2 separate regions of the Cricetulus griseus genome follow, and region 1 is linked to region 2. The links are chromatin contacts, called in public Hi-C maps. All regions are on one chromosome and are shown on one strand. The core of a region is the stretch at or near the end of the contact, and the rest is flanking DNA. Distances in the headings are between cores, read along the strand shown. Region 1 holds the start of Fkbp14 (peptidyl-prolyl cis-trans isomerase FKBP14). Region 2 overlaps Mturn (maturin).

Region 1 (4,185 bases), core at 917-3,416, 93 kb before region 2:
CATCGTTCTGCGTGAGAAGCATAATTACTTACGTGGAGTGAAACAGAGAGCCGTCCTTTTCTAAATAGCCCTCGTAGTGGACCAACATCAGGTCCCCTCCCTTGGTCTTGCGATGGCAGATGAACGGCTTCTGGAGAACTTCGATTTTCACTTCTGGCTCAGGAATCAAAGCTGAACTCACAGCCATGACCCACAGTGTCAAGATCGCGTTCCACAAGAAAAACCTCATGTTACCAAGGCAGAGAAAGGGTCCCCGACTTCATAGAGTTAAAAATATGCCGAAAGCGACGACGGCTTCGGGTAAGTCCGGGACTCCCACCTACCCTCCCAGGAAGACGTGGCACTTTTACTACCAACTTTGGCACACACACTGCGAACTCTCCTTTAAAGAGTTAAAGTCCCATCGTAGCATGATTGGCTCTAGAAGGGGCTGCTTGGGCAGGGCTGCCTTCCACTGGCTGACGGTGCTGTCACTCAGGCTCCCCTCCAGCCAATGGCGCTGCAACAGTGCAGAGCTTCGGTGTCGCGGCGGGTCAGGCGGCCGGGTCCAGCCACCCCAGTAGTCCTAAAGCCCGCGGGCTAAGAAAGTCTCCCACCTAGGGAGGGCAGCTGGGTGCACAGCTAACAGGAAACTCCCTGGGAGACGGCTTTGCCTCTGTGAAGAACTGCAACTGAGCCAACTGAAGAGCCCCAGGTGACACTGGCTTTTGGCAAGACCGGATACTGGAGAGCACCCTCTCCGAGATACCACAGAGGATTGCTCAGAACCGTGGCTTACTAACTTGAAGCTAGACTCCAAGGACGGACAAGGATGCTTTAGGGTTCACAAGGCACTTCTGGTGCAAGGTCTTCCTTCACTAACTTAACGTGGTTATTTTCCCCATTTAGACGTTGTCCTGGGTTAAAACATCATGACCAATAGCAACTTGGGGAGGAAAGGACTTTTATCGATTACACTTCATATCACAGCCCATCATCTAGGGAAGTCTGGACAGGTACTCAAGACAGGAGTCTGGAAGCAGGAACCGATGGGGAGGCCATGGAGGGTGCTGCTCACTGGCTTACTTAGCCTGCTTTCTTATTAGCGCCCAGGACCACCTGCCCAGGGATGGCACCGCTCGCAATGGGCTGGACCCTCCCACGTCAATCAGCATTTCAGAAAATGAACCACAGACTTACCTATAGACAAATCTTATGATGGTTCAGAGCTCACCTTTCCAAATTACTTTATCTTGTGTCAAATTGGCATAAAACTAGCCAGCACCAAAGATAAACAAATTGAGGCTAGAAGTTAGTGTCCTGTTTAAGGTCACTTGGTGCAAACAATTGGCACTCCGCCTTAAGACTAAACGTGATTCATTCTAAACATGACTGTTGATGACTGTTAATGATCCATCATTTGAACGTCCTTATTGTAGAGTAAATAATGGCTAAGGACGTGCCTCTTTAACGAGGAAATGGCATTAGCATTTAAGAGTTACACAGCTTCAGGTTCCTAGTTCTACATGGTCGCCTTAATTTCAGACGTAGCCCATGGTAGCAGATGGAGAGGAAACTGAGAAGAAGATTCTCTAGATTAAACCTGAAGCAAACAGGGCATTAAGCAAGGTGTGCAGTTCAGGTAAATAACCAATTAAGTTATATATTATTTACCACACCTGTCAACCTTACACTAAGGGGAAAGAAAATGCCCACACTTTAGCACTTCAGAGCATGTTTCAGGGCCGTTTGGGTTACGTTGGGTTGCATCGTGCTCTTTCTTGACATTCCCCTTCCACTTAACGTGTGATTAACACTTTCTTGGCTACAAATGCTAACAACTTCATTTCCACACTTGCATGTGCATACGAATTCCCCTTGGAGAGCTTGTGAAAATGCAGACATTTGATCCAAAAGGTCCGGGACCTGGGCGAGATTGTATTTTTAACAGAATCCCAGGTGAAGTCAAGGCCAGCGGTCCAAAGCCCAAGCCTTCCCTGCAGAGGCCCGCGGTTTGAAATGCGCCCGCCTTACCCTGGAGTGCATCCGGAAACGCTCTACAGACGTGCCTCGTCCGAGGGTTCCGGGTCCCTTACACTGACGAGCCTGAGGTTACAAGCGGGATCCCTGGAGACTAGAACCCGGGGGTGACCCGCTCCCCCACGTCCGCACCCGCGCCCCGCCCTCCGGCCGCACGGCGCCGCGGCCAAACCTCGGCGTGGATTTGGGAGCGTGCGCGCGACGCAGTGGGCATGCGCGAGCGCGCCGGGGCGGGCGCTGTGAGCTCGGCGGCCGAGGTGAAGGCGCCCGCGACCGTCGCCTCGGGGGCCGCGCCTCCCTGGCCTCGCTCGGCCGGCCGCTCCGCCTAGTTTACCCCGACGGCGCCCGGCGCAGGCGCAGACCCCCGACCAGAAGCTGGTGCTCCCCGGCTGTCGCGGTGAGCCCGCCCCCGGGCCCAGGATGTGAGGCCGGTCCCGTGTCCCCGCGGCGGGCCGGGGCGGCGAGGGGCCCGCGGGCGCCATGGAGGGCGTGCTGTACAAGTGGACCAACTACCTGAGCGGTGAGTGCCGGCCTCCGGGGGCGGCTCGCGGCCGCGACCGAGACGCGGCTGCAGCCCGCAGCCCGGGCCCGCCGCGGGGTCCACCTCCGTGTCGCCAATTGGGCGCGGGGCGGCCTTGCCTGGGCCCTAGGCCGGCTGCGGGGAGCCGAGCGGGTGCCAGCGGCCCCCGGTATGCTGGAGTCTCCACGCAGACACCCTCCCTGTGTGTGCACCTTCAGGGTCATACCCTGCAGACCCAGGTAGCCGAGCGCTGTCTAGCTGGCTCCGCAGTCCAAACCCCGAAGTGTGCGCTAGCGTTCGGCTTTTTTCTGCCTTTTTTTCTTTTCTCCCCTCCGAATATTTCTTTTGTTTCAGACTCTGTCATAAAATGAATGCAGATATTAGCAACCGTGTCCTTGCCTTGTCCAACACAATGGCTTAAAACAGCACCCTGCCCGCTTCTAGCTTTTTGGAAGGCACTTTCCTCAACTATCTAGAAGCTACAACTATTCCTCAGCTGTGAAGATGGCTCTCAGGGAGCATTGTTTCCACCTGAACAGCCAACATTTAATAAATTACACGCCACATGAACTGTGCTGGGTGCGTCTTCAAAGTTAAACTTTTTCTTACTGAAAAACGGGTTAACATTGAACGTGTCAGTGAGAACGCAGAAACCTGAAATCTGCCCATCTAGAGTTGGAGTGTCCACACCCTTTGATGGGACAATTCTGTTGTAAGGACGGCGTGGCTGGGAAGAATTGACACAGTACCTTTGAGGAGGTCACAGCACTGAGCCGACCGAAGTACACCTGTCAGGGCGTACCTGAAATCTCTGTCTAGATAGTGCAGTAATTAGCCCTGAGTTATTTCTTTTTCCTTTAATCACTACCAGAGGGAGTGATGGGAGGTGTTTCCCTTTAAAAGACCTGGTCTTCACTACAGGGATCTCCAGTGATGCCAGCAGAGATTACTCAGAGCTGGGCTTCAGCTTGTTGAATTCTGGGGGCCTATTGATATGCTGCTTATGTGAGGAGAGGAGGCTTAAGCAAGCCATTCTCCTTTTGAGGTTGTCCTAAACTCTGAGAGGTAGGTCTGCATCTTAATACTAAAACGTTGAGGCAACTGCACTCCCCTCCCGCTCTCACACAGACCCCCCCAACACACACACACACACACACACACACACACACACACACTCCACCTTCTCCACCCCCAACCTAATTTCCTTCTTCCTTTCCCTCCCCTTTCTGTATAGAAAGTTTTAGTAGTAAAATGTTCTCTCCCCCCATCTTCTGTAATCACAAATTTTTTCTAGAAGAGTCTTCAGGAATTTTTGTTCTGGGATGCCCATACCATCTATTTTGAGGTTGAGCCTACTTTTTTCTTCCCTGAGTAAGAGCTCTTAGTACTGTTGAGTGGTTTCTGGGTGAATCCTAAAGATGGGCACTGGAGTCATTGCTGCTTGTTCCTTCGGCTTGCGTGCCACTTGCTCTTCATTTAAGGCCCCCACTCCTCTGGCTACTCTTCTGGATATGCTGAGAGCTGTGGTCCAGCACATTGTCTTTCATTAGAAGATGGACTTACTTTGGAAGAGAATGGCACAAGCTCAGGAAGGTCATACTGGTCCCTGTCTCCTTTGCTTATTGGTCTCCCACAAAGAGTTGTTG
Region 2 (4,374 bases), core at 942-3,441:
CAGAACAGTGAGAATGTGAAGTAAGTGTGCATTGTTCTATACTGTTCAAGAATAATGCTAGACAAATGTTGCTTGTTCAGTACAGATGCTGTTTCCCTTCAGATAATTCCCTGGTTAGGTCTCATCCCTGGCTCAGAACCTGTGACTGACTGTAGGAGGCTGGTTACATGACGACGAGAAAGTCACATAGCTCAGGACACAGGTGTTCAGAAAGAGTCAGGGGTGTGCTCTGAACCGTCTTGGCCTCGAGTTCATAGCAGAAAGTCTAGCAGCATGCCCCCAGGACAAGAAGAACTCAGCGGGATTGGGTTACCTTACTGATCTAACGTCACCTTTTGATGACCAGATGTTGTCATCTCTATATAGAAAGTGGAACATGCTCCCTTCCTCTTGAGGGTGACTGCTTGTGCTGCCTTAGCCGGGTGAGGTCAGGCCTGATGTAACAGAAAGAAGAGCCACAGTGTGGTGGTGGCACCACAGATGGCCTGTAATTACACAGTGCTCACATCGGGCGTTTGCTATGGGAGAGGCAGGCCACTCGGGGTGTGGGCTGTGGAGGCCACTTCACTGCAGCTCATGACTGTGGTCAGTATCGGAACTGCTTGAGTTCTCCATGAAAAATACTGAAATGTAGCCCACCTCCAATCAGAAACGCTGGGAGGTAACAAGCTTCCAAGTGACTGTCAACTGCTAAAGCTGGAGAACCCCTGCTCCACTCCACTTCTGGCTTCCTTGGCATCTTCTGCCATCACTGGAGGCCTGCAGCCCACTGTACCCATGGGCTCTAGCACCGACTGTACCCAGGGGCAGCTAGGATTCTTCAGTCTGACACTTCCAGCTGAGCTATTTCTATGGTTGCAGCCAGCTTCTCCAGTTGCTGCTGCAGCTTTTCCCTGGCTAATGTTGTGCTCGGTTATGTGTGCCTGGCTAATGTTGTGCTTGGTTATGTGTGCCTGGCTAATGTTGTGCTCGGTTATGTGTGCCTGGCTAATGTTGTGCTCGGTCATATGTGCCTGGCTAATGTTGTGCTCGGTTATATGTGCCTGAAGTATTTTGCCAGCTGCAGCTGCAGTGGTTGTATCTGGTGGCCCAGGACTCTGGGCTTTAGCCACCCACCCATTTATCTTTGTATGAAAGACCTTCAGACTCTGATGGCAGGCTCTGCCCGCTCACCTGGCTGCTTGCTCTCTCATCACCCCCGGTTTTATGTTTCTTTCCTTTTTATTATTTTTCTTTTGTCCACTCCCCTCCCCCCGCCCCCCTCTCCCCAGCCACACACACACATCAGACTTATTTTTCAGATCAAACTTGTCTTGTATTCCAACCCTGCTAGATACCTTTAGTTTTGGAAAGAAGTAGTTTAAATAAAATGAAATACTTTTTATTTTTAAATACAGTAGATATAAGATGATTAGCAGTTAATAAATGGTGTTGTCATATCCTCACTTAGACCCCAGCTGTGTCAGAGGTCTCCACAGCTCTTCTTGGGCACCCTGCAGTGAGAAAGAAGATGATGAGCTGCGCTCATGGGATGGCAAACAACTTTCTAGGGTGATGCCCTGCTTATGTACATGAATAGAAGCAGGCAGGTAGTGCTACGTGGGCCCCTAGGATCCCTTCTCTAGCTAGGTCTTGTCTCCTACTGCCTAGCCTCTGAGTCTCCTCCAGTCCACCAAGCACCTTCCCTTTCACCAGGCCTTAGCACTGTCTCATTGGTTGACACCCTGAGTCAGACCCCTGGGCTACCCTGTGTTCCTGGCTGGTTGGCTCTGCAGATCTGGGGCTTCTTCAGCTAGACCTCATCAGCCTGTTTCTCTGGCTTATTCTAGATCTTTGACCATTATGGGAAAAACTTTCTTTAGTTTTAAAGACATAATAAGGTGGATTTCCTCGAATAGAGAAACATTTCCTGGCCTCAGTAACAAGAACAAACCTAAATGCAGGCTGCTCTCCACAGGCACTAGGTTGAATTAGTGATGTGTGGGTACGATGCCCACCTAAGGTGCCCTGAAGGATGACTGGCTTCCTGGTGACTCGGTGCCGACTTTGCAATTTCTCATAAGTTTGTTCCATTCTGAAGAAATTTCCCAACACCCCTTTTCAAGGGGCGATCTGCAGAGGGAACACCTTGTTCCAAGTACATGATTACAAACTATGGTTAATTAATTCTTCAGCTGTAGCTGAGGGCAAAGTAAAGGAATTTGAAGGCCAGAGCTCTGATTTCTCCTCCCTCCTCTTTTAAAATGAGCCTCATGCACCCGCTGGAGACGGTGAGCAGGGGTGATGTCTGCCTCCCTGGTCTCTAGTTACTTGGGAGCAGATGGCAGACAGCAGGTGACACAGGGAGCATGAAGCTTGGGGAAGTCCTATGGATTTGACATTTTCTGATCCCTTGCCATGCAGAGAAACGAAGAATGAGTGGATGGGTTTCACTCTGTAACAGAGGCTGACTTTGAATGCGTGATTCTTTAAAACTCTAGGGTAATGACTTGTGTTCTCTGTTTCCTTCTTGCCCTTACGGGGCCGCAGCACGTGTGGAGTGAGAGCGAAGACTGCCTGCCCTTCTTGCAGCTAGCACAGGATTACATCTCTTCCTGCGGCAAGAAGACACTCCATGAAGTCTTGGAAAAAGTCTTCAAGTCCTTCAGATCTGTAGGTGCTGCATGGCTTCTGAAGTCTCCCTGTAACACTCCATAACCACACCATGATAGCGGGGATGGTCGGAAAGGGGACAAGCCCAGGGTGACTATTCTTATGTCTGCTGTTGGCCCTGCAGTATAAAGATAGCAGCCAGTGTGGGGAGGCAAAGATGGGATGTGACATGGCCTTTTGGTGCAGGAATGGTGGCTATTTCCAGCATCACTTGAGTTGAGAAGTACTGACAGGGTGGAAGCAAACAGAGCCTTTCCGAGACAATGAAGTAATCCATTTCTCGCCCACTAGACTCCAAGTCCACCTGGAAATAGTGTGCTTTTTGTTTGTTTGGTTTTCTCATAGTGGTGCTTACATCAGGGACATGACCAGAAATCTAGATAAAGCCCGTCCACATTTGTGCCTGTGGGGATGGGCGGCGTTGGATAATGATTCTTTTCTTGTCTCCGTTCTCAAAAACACTTGCATAAAACTTGCCTCCCCTCTTGGGATTTAGGACTCTATTTCTGTGGCAAGCTGATGGTCTGCTTTCTTAATAGCTGATGACATGTGAAAGTGACTGTTCACCCTAGCTTGGTGGTTCCTTACTTCTGCCTCTCTCCCAAAGCATCATGATATGCCCCGCCCTAGTTTGCTTCCCTGCCCACTGTGAATATATTCCATGAATTCAGTAATATGCTGTGGAATTTGTATATCTACTTCTCTACTAAACATTTCAAGCTTGCTTTCTGGTCCAGGGAGGTCGGTTGCATAACTGCCTTCTGACATCTCAAGGTTAGTAAGCATTTAGCCTCCTGGCTGGCACTTGTGGTATCCAGCAGTTGTGTGTGGCATTGTCTAATTCATGGACAGGAATAAACTGAGGTCCAAGATGACAGTACCTTCCAGAAAGGACTTATGTTGGCCCTGCCAGGACTTGAGAGCCTTGTCAGCCTGTGGCGGCCTTCAGTTCTTGATTTGCAGTTCCCAGACACTCTAGGTGATGAAAAGACAGGCTTCGGATCTTGTGGCTTTAGCTCATCTTTGTTCCAGGAGTGTGGGCCTTTGGGAGACCTCCAAGTTAAAGTGGGGACCCTGCTGTAGTATGTTCCCATAGAGGGCCCTCAGCTTTGATGCCTTCATAGATCTTAGAACAGTTCTAAAAAATACAGTACACTTTCTTGCTTTCCCAGTCAGGTTAGGCCAACCTCTCTGGCTTCCAAGTCTTCACCATACGGAAGAGGCTATTTCCATATGAAATGCTTGAAAATGTGTTAGCTGTTCTCGGTAGAAGGGTTGGTCCTAATTATTCAGTCCACCATTATGAGAAACGGAATTTCAGTGGCTTTCATCACATTCTCTTATTCCAGCCATTCACCTGGTCTTCTATTCTTTTCCTTGCTAATTTTCTAAGCCACTTTAGCTTTAAAGGGCCCTGTGCCCCGCCTTGAGTCTGTTGTCAGCATGTGGTGAATGCCCACCAAGCCATTTGGACCATTTCCTGCTCTGGTCCTAGTATAGGAGTCAGGTGGTGAACCTCAGAGATCAAAAAGAGTTTGTGATTTCCTTGGGGAAGACAAGGTAAGCAGTACAACTCAGTGTGTCCGCAGCAGGTGCCAAGTAGGGAGGAAATAGACCTAGAATGGGGGGGAAGAAGCATTACCCTGAAATTATTGGGAGAGATCTAGGAGTCTTCAGTGAGAAGGATATTTTGGAGTCAGCAATGATCATGAGGAGAGCCAG

Evidence for each region. A called contact is a pair of places that touch in the nucleus more often than the background predicts.
Region 1: a contact with region 2 is called in a Hi-C map of liver, with 2.0 times the contacts expected there. The contact joins the promoter of Fkbp14 here to the enhancer-like site in region 2.

The regions. Positions count from the first base shown.
Region 1 is chr8:86,727,990-86,732,174 of CriGri-PICRH-1.0, reverse strand. Fkbp14 (peptidyl-prolyl cis-trans isomerase FKBP14) reads right to left here and starts at 2,166. Exons shown (of 6, transcript XM_035448943.1): 1 at 2,014-2,166; 2 at 33-171. The coding sequence starts at 88. It overlaps Plekha8 (pleckstrin homology domain-containing family A member 8), which reads left to right and starts at 2,258. Exons shown (of 14, transcript XM_027429658.2): 1 at 2,258-2,539. The coding sequence starts at 2,500.
Region 2 is chr8:86,635,013-86,639,386 of CriGri-PICRH-1.0, reverse strand. Mturn (maturin) reads left to right here. Exons shown (of 3, transcript XM_027429669.2): 2 at 2,530-2,652. Among named protein-coding and RNA genes, the nearest start is that of Mturn, 28 kb to the left of the region's middle. Within about 2 kb of position 2,191, at least 1 of the 6 cell types and tissues checked has open chromatin away from gene starts, as enhancers often do.